Regions from separate parts of the Urocitellus parryii genome. Here region 2 is linked to region 1. The links are chromatin contacts, called in public Hi-C maps. All regions are on one chromosome and are shown on one strand. The core of a region is the stretch at or near the end of the contact, and the rest is flanking DNA. Distances in the headings are between cores, read along the strand shown.

Region 1 (5,355 bases), core at 1,567-4,066:
CAGGAGCAAATTTATGTTGGGAGTTACAGTCAATGATTGCCATTTGGATTTTACTCCAAATGGGATGAGAAGCACCAGTAAATAGTGAAATTAGCTTGGTGTTCATTATAAATCTTTTTTTTTAAATCCCACCATATTAAATGATTGGTGTTATATTTCTTTCCAGTTTTTTTTTTCTTTACAACTTAAAAGATATATGTGAACATAAACTGAAAGTTTAAAAATTAGGAGTATTTGCAATTATTTCATATAATGGTTTGCTGATCACAGTTCTCTTTATACAATGCTTTCACTTTTGATTCTACAAGGTGACATAAATTTCTACGGGACAGTTAACATCATAATAAAGCTGTTGCAACTGGCTGATTCTAACCACTGCTTTTGGAAATGCCTCTACTCATCATAAACACAAACGTACTCTTTTGGTATGATGAAAATAGTAGAGATTCTGGAGACAAATGTATGTATTTAATCTCTCATGGCTTCAATTATATTTCTACACAATACAGACACTAACACCTATTTCCAAAAGTCTGTTTTAAGAACTCAGGATAAAGTATATAGAGGATCTTTAATAAATGATAATTCTCTCATCACTTAGCTCCCATTCTCAGATCTATTTATAAACACCATTTAATTAGCAATTTGGGCCTTAGGCTAAATCCCTATACAAAATCTTAAAACCCATAGTAATAGCACTTCCTAATCTGATGATAACTGGCATGAGTCTCTGAAACAAAACCCTTCCACAGACTTCTTACAATATTTAAAAATGTTGAACAGGATCAAAATAGTGTTGTATGACTTTTGGCTATGCTATAGAGTTGTCCATTTCAAACTGAAATTCTATAACCATAGAATGAAATAAATATATGTGGCAAAATATGTATAAAGAAATGCAAAAGTAAACATGCTTTTAATTCTATGATAATAAAACCTACCATTTTATTTCATGCATATATCACTCAATAGTATTTTAAAAATAGAGTCTCAGTCACATTTGGAAGTCTGATAGTATGAAACTATGTTTTATATATTACATAGCCTGAGAATTGCATTTTTCTCAGACATCTTATTTTACAAGTTCTCAAGATATAAGTTCTCAAGATATAATATTAGCAAAAAGGGAAATGTTATGGGTGATTAAAAGTACCATACCAAGTATTTAACTAAATATTTTTTTCCTGTCTGCTCTGGACTAATCATTTCACTGCTATTGTTCAACAATCTTCAGTCATCCTCAGTTGGTTCCTTAGCACAAAAACTAATCCTAAATCTTCTCCAGGGATTTAAATCAGGGGCACTCAACCACTGACCACATCCCCAGCCCTTTTTGTATCTTATTTAGAGACAAGGTCTCACTGAGTTGGCTGGTGCCTTGCCATTGCTGAGGCTAGCTTTGAACTCAATGATCCTCCTGCCCCAGCCTCCCGACCCAGGCATGCCTCACACTACAGGCATATACCACCACGCACGGGCTCCACCATTCCTTATTACTTTACTTTCTATGTTATATCTGTATTCCAAGGAAGCTCTATTCCCAGTACAGCTACTTTTCTCTGTAGTTTTACCTTAAACCTATTCAAAAAAGGAAAGTTCCAAAGCCATTCCTGTCCTCTATCATGACTGTCTTTTACATCAATCAATTGCCCCATTCTCTCCTTTTCCTACAAATCAACTCAGTTTCAAGTTCTTTTTACTTAGCTTCTATCTTCTCTAAACTGCTATTCATTTTAAGATAATCCTGTAACGGGTGTGTTAAATATACTGGCATAATCATGTTTGCAACTTATTTTTTTTAAAATATCCTTTAGTAAATTGAATTTGCAATTTTGTTCGTTTTGCTGTTGGACATTTTAAATGAACAGGCTGTTAATGTCTGATTTTACAACTATATTACCAAGCCTAAAAGGAGCTATACTTAGGCAATTTTTTTTCATTGTAAAAGACTCTGGTTAAAGTTTTTAAATTCTTGTTGTGAATCATTGAAATTTTAACTTCAAAGAGTTCAAGCAGCATAAATCCACCTGTTCTTCCTTATTGCAAACCATCTTCAGTGGCAGCACACACATACATTAAACTTTGTTGTTTTCAGATAATTTTCAAAGTACCCTTTTATAATGACACAAGCATACACATAACTCTTTCTCACCTGCCATTTTCCTTACTCTCCTTCCCATTTCGAAGGCAGCTTTTGAATTTTCGATATGATACAAAAGCTCACTAACTGAATGCTTACTAGGGGCATGATAAAAAACAAACTGCTGATATTTACTGTCGCTCAACCTTGGTGCCAGGTGTAGTCCTTACTTTAGTAAGTAACCACACGGTAGGAGAAAAGCCAGTCTGGGTCAGACACCCTAGGCGCATTTCTCCATGAACGAACCGGGGCATTAAAAGATCTCTCCTAGTCCTAATTTTTTTTCCGTACTTTCTCCCCAAATGCTCTTCTCGCGCTTCCAAAACCCTCACTCACGAGATTTTACCTAAACAGCACTTCCTTAGGTTTTCACGAGTAACCTGACCCTGACACAATCGACAGAGGTCAGCCCACAGGATTCCTAGAGGCGGGTCACAGGCACAATGCGAGTCCCAGACAGTTCCTCCCGGAAGTCTGCCTGTGACCAGACACACGCTCTCCAGTGACGTTCCGCGACTCGACAGGAGGCGGCGCGCGTGCGCGTCGGCAAAGGGGCGGGGCGGATGAGCGCTGGGAGGGCGTGCATGGGTGGAGGGCGGGGCGGAGGGGTGGGCCTTTCCGGGCGCTCTTTCGTGCTTCACTTCCTGTTTGCCGGCACTTCTGAATCCGGGTCAAGGGTGTCCACCTCCGCTTCGCTTCCCCGGCTGGTCCCGGCACCCTCCTTGACAGCCCAGAGTGACAGCGCCTCCTGACTCATCCTTGGGCCGGTTTCTTCTCTACACCAGTCGGAGCCTGGACGCCTACACCTTCTCCAGAACCGGAAGGCGGGCCTCCCCCGCCTACGGCTGGCAGCCCCAGTTCTGAGCCCCCACCATAGCCGGGGGCCTTGCTGGTCCCTCCGCGCTGATGCCGCAAGGGACCGCCAGCCCGCGGTGGCTGCGGAGTACGAACCTCCATCGCCCTAGGCCCGCCGTGGGTGGTGTCGGTTCTTATCGCGCCCCAGGTTCGCCAGCTCCCGCCCCGATTTGGATGGGCTCCCCTACACGATAAATGTGGCTGCTGAGGCGGCGGTGGCGGTGGCCGGTCCCGCTGCTGCTACGCTCCAAGTTCACCTCCGCCCCGGTGCTCTCCTGCCCTACCTCGGGGCTGCCGCCGCCCGCTCCTTATCCCCTGGCCCTGGCCCTGCGGCGTGGCCACAATGGACAAGATCCTGGAGGGCCTGGTGAGTTCTTCGCACCCGCTTCCCCTAAAGCGGGTGATTGTGCGGAAGGTGGTGGAATCCGCGGAGCATTGGCTAGATCAGGAGCAGTGCGAGGCCATGTTTGACCTGACTACCCGGCTCATCCTGGAGGGCCAGGACCCCTTCCAGCGACAAGTGGGTCACCAGGTACTGGAGGCCTACGCACGCTACCACCGGCCTGAGTTCGAGTCTTTCTTCAACAAGACTTTCGTGTTAGGCCTCCTTCAGCAGGGCTACCACTCGCTGGACAGGAAAGACGTAGCCATCCTGGACTACATTCACAACGGCCTGAAGCTGATCATGAGCTGCCCATCGGTGCTGGACCTCTTCAGCCTGCTGCAGGTAGAGGTGTTACGGATGGTATGTGAGAGGCCAGAGCCCCAACTTTGTGCCCGACTGAGCGACCTTCTGACCGACTTCGTGCAGTGCATCCCCAAAGGGAAATTGTCCATCACCTTCTGCCAACAGCTGGTTCGAACGATAGGCCACTTTCAGTGCGTGTCCACCCAGGAGAAAGAGCTCCGGGAGTATGTCTCCCAGGTATCAAAAGTGAGTAATTTGCTGCAGAACATCTGGAAAGCTGAGCCCTCCACACTGTTACCTTCCCTGCAAGAAGTTTTTGCAAGCATCTCTTCTACAGGTAAGGATTATTTTTAAGGAGACTATCTCTTGGAAATTCAGTCTCTCTCACATACATTTTATGCTTGCTTCCAGCCCAGAAAACATTGTTAAAGGAGAGCAAATCCTAGAACCCTCATCCAAAATTTCATTCCAATCCTCTACCTTATTCAGGATGTCACGTTATACCTTAAAAACACCTCCTGTTCCTATTTTAAAAGTTGGGAACATCTAAGTCTAAGACCTTTGGCATTAAACAAGTTACTTAATTACCCAGCTTTCAGGATGACAGCTGCTATGTAAAGCGTCTACTCATTAGTGACTAATGGTAGCATAGTAATAACATTTACCACATAATTATTGTATGTGATTTTGTCATCTTGTTGAGTTTTTTTCCCTGTTTTTGAATTCCCGCATTTATAAATTCATGGATTGTGCAGTTTTATTACTAGGTTATCACAGTTTACTATGTAGATTTTAAATATTGGCATTTTCTGTCTTAAGTAGTGTATGTGAGAAAGGGATACAGGTAGAATGAGGAAAGCAGGAGTGTGAGACTTAAATACATAATTTTGTGCTACGACTGAATCCTTAAAAATTGAAGAAGGTCACATAATAATACTTGGCTAGAAAATGCTTTCTTTCCTAGAAATTTTACCTGTATGTCTGGGTTCCTGAAAGCCTTGGAGCTTTCAAGTTTATAGTTGTGAAATAATACGTCCAAAACCAGCATCACTTCTCTACTTAATACAACCATTCTCCTTAATTATTCCTCTTGGGTATTCGAACTAGAACTTGTGTCCTCCTTTCATTTTGAGAAACAGAAATAAGGTTGGAGTTTTAGCCTGTCCTTACAATCTGATAAAGAATTTAATGTATGCCAACTATTTATTTACAGTATTTGTTTGGGTTGATTAATTTTTTCTTACTGTAATTTTACTTGTATTGTCTGTGTTACCATAGCTGTTAAAGGTGCTCATCTTGGAGTCACTTAATTTTTATGTAATTTAGCAAAGTCTACCCTTAATTCATCTAAATTTCAACTTAAAAGAAAGATTTGTTAAAAAAATCTTCCTTATAGCTTTGTAATGACTATTATAGTAGTTTTAAATAACCTTCAGTAGTCTTAAAGTGAGAATTGAAATTGATACCTAGTAATTCTTTTCTAATGCTTTGCAAATGAATATCTTAACACAACAATAATTAATATTAAAAATTGGAGGTCAAGTAATTAATGGATTAAAGATGGCAGTACTAAATAACAGTTTTTAAAATTCAATATTCTGTGTGTAGAATGAGTAAATACTGCTATTTGCTCTTAGTCTCTCATTTAATATTCATGTAATTTAATATTCCT
Region 2 (5,694 bases), core at 2,701-5,200, 130 kb after region 1:
GAGTTCTGATAGATCATGGAAGAGCAGAGATGTTAATAGACTAGAATAAGCTGTTGAGAAAAAAGAAGAATTGCAGAGGAAAAAAAACAGAAAAATCAAGTTGGAAGATGCATGATAAAGCTGGGATAATAGAGATGAATGAGGCCATTTTAAGGTCACAGGAGAGATAATACAGTCATGGTCATTTTCTTTAAGGAAAAGTCTGAACTCAAAAATATCTCTAAGAATCTGCACAATCTGCCCTATGCCTCCTCTGTAATCTTACCCAGTGCTGAGTCTCTCACTTTGGGGCTATCTTCATTCAGTTCTTTAGAAGCTCCATCAAGTTTCTTGTTTTTGTCTAGCTTCTCCAGGCCAGACCAACTTCTGCTTGTCTTGAGGATTTCATTTTAAAGTCTTTTCCTCAAGGGAATCTTTCCCATCACACCCATCCCTGCATTTCAGTGGGTAGATCCTCTATTACATGCCCAAACAAGACTTCATATTTTCCACAGCATTTATCAACTAAATTATAGACATTATGGGGTTAATTATTTATGAAAAGGTGTGATTTTTTTTCCCCTCTCCAGATGAGGGCAGGAACAAGTCTGGCTTTCCTCTCTATTGTATCTCAGATCCTTAGGGACTTGCAAATACAAGACATTCCATAATTATTTGTTGTATGAATAAAATTTAATATTCTATGTGTAATAGTTTTCCCCAGCATGCCACTTAATGCATAAAGATATAAAATGTGAAATAATAGATAATCCAAAATTGGCATATAATGTAAAAAATAATATGTATTTCTTTTCAAAAAATACTATACATACACAGACACACTTATCTTCAACCTCACCTCCTTGCTGATCTCTACAAATACTAGTCTAAAACTACACAGTAGAAGATAGGAAAATTATTTATGAAGAGTTCTTAGATAGAAATGAGATAACCAAACGACTTATTTGAAATAAAGAAAAAAATATACTGGAAATTCCAAAGGCAAACTAATATAAGAATATATTACAAATTTCCATTTAAAAAGGACTTTAATAAGAGTGGAAGGAGTGAGTGTGGTCCATGATGTATACAAGGACCTTTGTCTTGTCACCATCCCAGAGCCTAATTTCTTGTTATAGTCTGTAATATTTTCAACCACAGAGGAACCCCTGAGTGTGAATGTTCTGTTAATAAGGAAATGCCTGTGGTTATTTTTCCCAGAAATGGTCATTTATGGCCTCATATTTTTAGCACTTTTGTCTGATTATTTCTATTATCTTCTAAAATTTGTGTTGAGACTTTGTATCAATTATATTGTGAAATGTAGCTTTATTACAGGATCATGTTAATTTCAGGACTAGGTATAATAAAATTGCTAAAGCCAAGAGTTAGTTGCTCAAGAGTGAACTAGTCTTAATAGTGATAATTATTAATACTTTGACTTAAATAGTATTTACATACTGCCTGTGGGAGAAATGGAATGCAAATCTGATGATTTATTTTCTTTTGGAAGAGTCATATGTAATATGTAAGAGTTATATGTAACACATGATGCGTTTATATACTTAAAAAGAAATCTTTTTGGTGTATTAGCTGCCACAAAATTTCCGCTCACTTGTGTTCTAAAAAGCCTTAAACTTTATTTTTTTTATTTTTTAATATTTATTTTTTAGTTCTTGGCGGACACAACATCTTTGTTTGTATGTAGTGCTGAGGATCGAACCCGGGTCGCACGCATGCCAGGCGAGCGCTAGCTACCCCTTGAGCCACATCCCCAGCCCCCCAAAAGCCTTAAACTTAAAAAAAAAAAAAACAAACACACAGAGTTTTTCAACATCATCTACATTGTGCTCAGCATTTAAAATTCTATCATTTCTAATTTTTATTAAAATTCTGCAAAATTGGTATTAAATCATTTTCCATTCCACCTACTAGAAAATCGAAGCTCAGAGACAGTACAATTTGACCACTAAACTGATGATCTGAGAAAATGAATTCAGATGTGGAAGAAACTCAGCCTCTGTGATACTCTGTGTACCTCCCAAATGATGATGGTGTCTAAACCCCAATGAACCAGGCCTCTGCAGGTGTGTTGTCTATAAAATATATATATATATTTTGGTATGTGGGATTGAACTCAGGGGCACTCACTGAGCCACATCCCCAGACCTATTTTGTATTTTATTTAGAGACAGGGTCTCACTGAGTTGCTTAGCACCTCGCCTGTTGCAGAGGCTGGCTTTGAACTCCAGATCCTCCTGCTTCAGCCTCCTGAGCCACTAGGATCACAGGTATGCACCACTGTGCCCAGCTTAAAGATACTTTTGTAGAAAAACTGAAGACAGCATTACAATACCAGCTTTATTCTCTGATAATAACTTACTAGATTACTTAAATAAATTCTATTTTGGAGGTGTTCCCTGGGATGACACTAATAGAATATTAATCCAATGGAGAGTGACTGAATGATGAAATATCATGGGGGCCTCTTATCAATGTCTCAGCTTAGGGGACTGGAGCTTGCACCATCAGTAGTCTCTTTCTTGCCTATTTGGAGATCACTTGGGGGTCTCCATTTGGGCTCCTTAAGACTAATCCTCTTGCTGCTTACAATTATTCCTTTTAATTAGTCCACAAAAGAAACCTGATTCATTCTCTCTCTCTCTCTCTCTCTGTTTTTTCAACTCTGACTCTGGCCAAATGCTTCCTTGATCTATTACAGAAATAATGAATGAGACTGCCTTCTTATCCTTAGTCCCACCCATTATTCTCTCACTTCTAATGATGACAAGCTGTAGTTCTGTCAACACTGCTTGCTATCCCATGCCACCACCTGCATGGATGCATTTAGGGTTCCTCACCGACCCAGCACTAGCTTTCTTAAGGTCTCGTCACCAACCCAGCATCTAACCTCTTACTACAATCTACAAGGTTTTAAGTGTAGAAGACTGGTGAATATGAATGTTATGCCAATAAGGAAACGGTTGTTTTTCAGAAATGCTCCTTTAGCTCTTCGTATTCTTATTCTTAGTATTTTTATCTGAAAAAAAATTATTCTAAAATTTGTTTTGGGTCTTTGTTACAACTAAATTGGTAAGTATATTTCTATTACAGGCTGTGTTAAATTCAGGACCGGGCATAATGATTATAAAACACACACGAGTAGGCAAATAGAACTAGGACACAGCAAAGCTTCCCTTTCCAATCCGACATCTCCAGGGCAGATTTTAAGCAAATACAAAGCCAAATGGAAAAAACAGACAACAAACAAAGGGAGTGCGAGACCTTAACGTGTCCCACAGACCCACTCAAGTCCTTTGACCCCCACTAAGCGCTCCCACTACTCTGGCAGGACTGCTCCGGGACCAGCACGCGGCCGCCCTGGTGTCCCCCTCTGTCCCCTCTAGGCTGGTCGCCATGGCGCGATGCCTCGTCCTCCTGGTCGCAGCCTTTCAGTCTCGCGTGGTGGGGACCTGCGGGATCGCCGTGTCCCACTCGGCCGTTTCCCCTTCAGGCTGTCAAGTGGAGAAAACGCTCAAAACTCCCGACCCGGTGCCCAGAACAAACTCTGAACTGACACCCGGGCAGAGCCAAGATGGCAAACCCGGACTGAACGCGTCAACGTCCCCCGCTTCTCCCGGCTCCCGAGCCCCGCCGGCGGTCCTCCCGAGGCCTCGGCGGTCTTCCCGGGAGCGCTCCGGGGCCGGCCGGGGGCCGCGGGCGGCGAGGACCCTGCTGCCGCGTCCCGGACTACAGATCCCAGAGTGCCTCTGGGACTCCGCGCCCTCCCTCCCTCCCTCCGTCCGTCCCCTCCTCCCTCGGCCCTTGTTGTTTTGGCTGGAAGCGCTCCGGCGGAGTTTCAGAGAAAGTCTGGGCAGAAACCAGAGCCGGGCACGAACGTGGGGAAGGGAGGGGGAAAGGGACGAAGAGAGACCCGGAGCCCGGGAGGTGGCGGGAGTGGGACCCCGGGCCGCGCCGTTCAGAACCAGCCGCGCGCCCCGGGGTGGGGGAGGCGCGGGGAGGAGCGCGAGGGGACGGGACAGTGGGATTCCTCCCAGGAGCAGAGCCGCCCAGCGCCTCGTTCCTCCGCCGCTCCCCGCCCTCCTCGGCGGCCGTGAGCGCTGACCCACCCTCCCGCCAGACCGGGGACCTCCGCAGCTCCCCGCGACGCCTCGCGCTTCGCCGCCCATTCGGTGGCTCCCTCGGTAGCCCGGGACCTGCCCGGCGTCCCCTGCCCCGAGAAGCTTCACGGCTTCTCTTTTCCTCTCGGCTGCCCAGGCGCCGCGGAGAAGCGACCCACCCTCCCCGGAGGAGAGGGAAGGCGAGGATCGCGCCCGGCGCACCGAAACCGAGAGCGGGCGAACCGGAGTGGGCACCGCACAGGGCGTTTTGTGTGTGTGTGTGTGTGTGTGTGTGTGTATGTGTAGCGTTGTGTCTGCTTTGCAAAGCGCTCTGGGGAGGTCCTGTCCCTAGGGGGCGGAGCGCAGGGGACCGAGGCTCCCGCTCCGTGTCGGGGCAGAGTCCCGCGGAGCACCAGCGCTGCCGAGGCTGCGGGCGGGACGGCGCGCCTGGCGGCGAAGCGGGCGCACTGAAGGAAGGTCGGCCAGTCCTCCGCCCAGCTCGGCCCCGCTCGCTTTCTGCTCACGTCGGCGGACCTGCGGAGGGGAGGCTCGAACGCGCCAAGCCAGCGCTCCGAGGAGCCCCGCAGCCCCGTCGAGGAGAGAGCGAGGTCCTGTTGGCTGCGCGCCCTGCAGGCGCCTGCTGTCTCGGGAGCGCGCCCACCGACCCCCAGCTGCCAGCTCGGAACCCGACCAGCGCGCACCATGAGCGGCGGCGAAGTGGTCTGCTCGGGGTGGCTCCGCAAGTCTCCCCCGGAGAAAAAGTTAAAGCGTTATGTAAGTAGAGCTCTGGCCACGCTCCGCGGCCTCGGCGCCCACTCCCCTCCTCGGCCCGCTCGCTGGCTGCTGGGGTTTCTTCGCATCCCGGTCTCTTTGCCCACGGCCCCATTCCAGGCAGGCTCTGCACCCGCTGCTGTTCACTCACGCCCTGGCGTCCACTTGGCCGGGCAACTTTCTTTATCCAGATTACAGACGGCCTGCTCCTCCAGCCCCATAGCCCCAGGGGAGGGCCCAGATCTTCAGCTCACATATCTGCATATTTTTGTTATTCCTTTTAGCAGGGGTGGGGTGTGATGGGGAGATGAGCCTTTTTCTTTATATCTGCATCTAATTATGATGGTACTGATGGGTACTACATTTCCCGCACTAGGTAAGCCGCAGAGATTTTAAAACTAACCGGTCTTCCCTTTGGTCCGCACTCCCTCACTCCAGCCCCTCCGGGTGGGTTGGAGGGAAGCGCACGATGGCCCTGAAAAATGGACAGTCGAGACAAGCATCTCAAATGCGCGCACAAGGGAAAGAAAGAAAAATTATTAGGCGTCCTAACGTTTGCATTTTCGCGGTTTTGAATTCAGGGACATTGGAGTTTGGCCCGTGAGCCCTGCCGGTTTGATGCAAGAGGAGGGCGCTGGGGGGAGCCTAGTGGCTGGTTTTTGGGAGGTTTGGACGCCTTGTTAAGCCCCGCAGGAGGGGACAGCTGAAGCCAGCAGGGATTTCTGTGTGTTGTGATTCTTTTCCAGGGCACCAGAATGGCTTAAATGGTATTTGTGTAATTGATACAAGATGTTGATTATGTGTTAAACCGTTTTAGTTGTTA

The links. Hi-C and Micro-C count contacts between places; a contact is called where the count stands out from the background.
Region 2: a Hi-C map of liver shows a contact between it and region 1, with 4 times the contacts expected there. The contact joins the promoter of Gab1 here to the promoter of Usp38 in region 1. A contact is called at or near these places in 2 of 2 Hi-C or Micro-C datasets (liver and muscle).

What each region holds. Positions count from the first base shown.
Region 1 is chr10:18,793,058-18,798,412 of mUroPar1.hap1, forward strand. Usp38 (ubiquitin specific peptidase 38) reads left to right here and starts at 2,817. Exons shown (of 10, transcript XM_026392706.2): 1 at 2,817-4,020. The coding sequence starts at 3,339.
Region 2 is chr10:18,921,805-18,927,498 of mUroPar1.hap1, forward strand. Gab1 (GRB2 associated binding protein 1) reads left to right here and starts at 3,951. Exons shown (of 11, transcript XM_077803414.1): 1 at 3,951-4,874. The coding sequence starts at 4,803.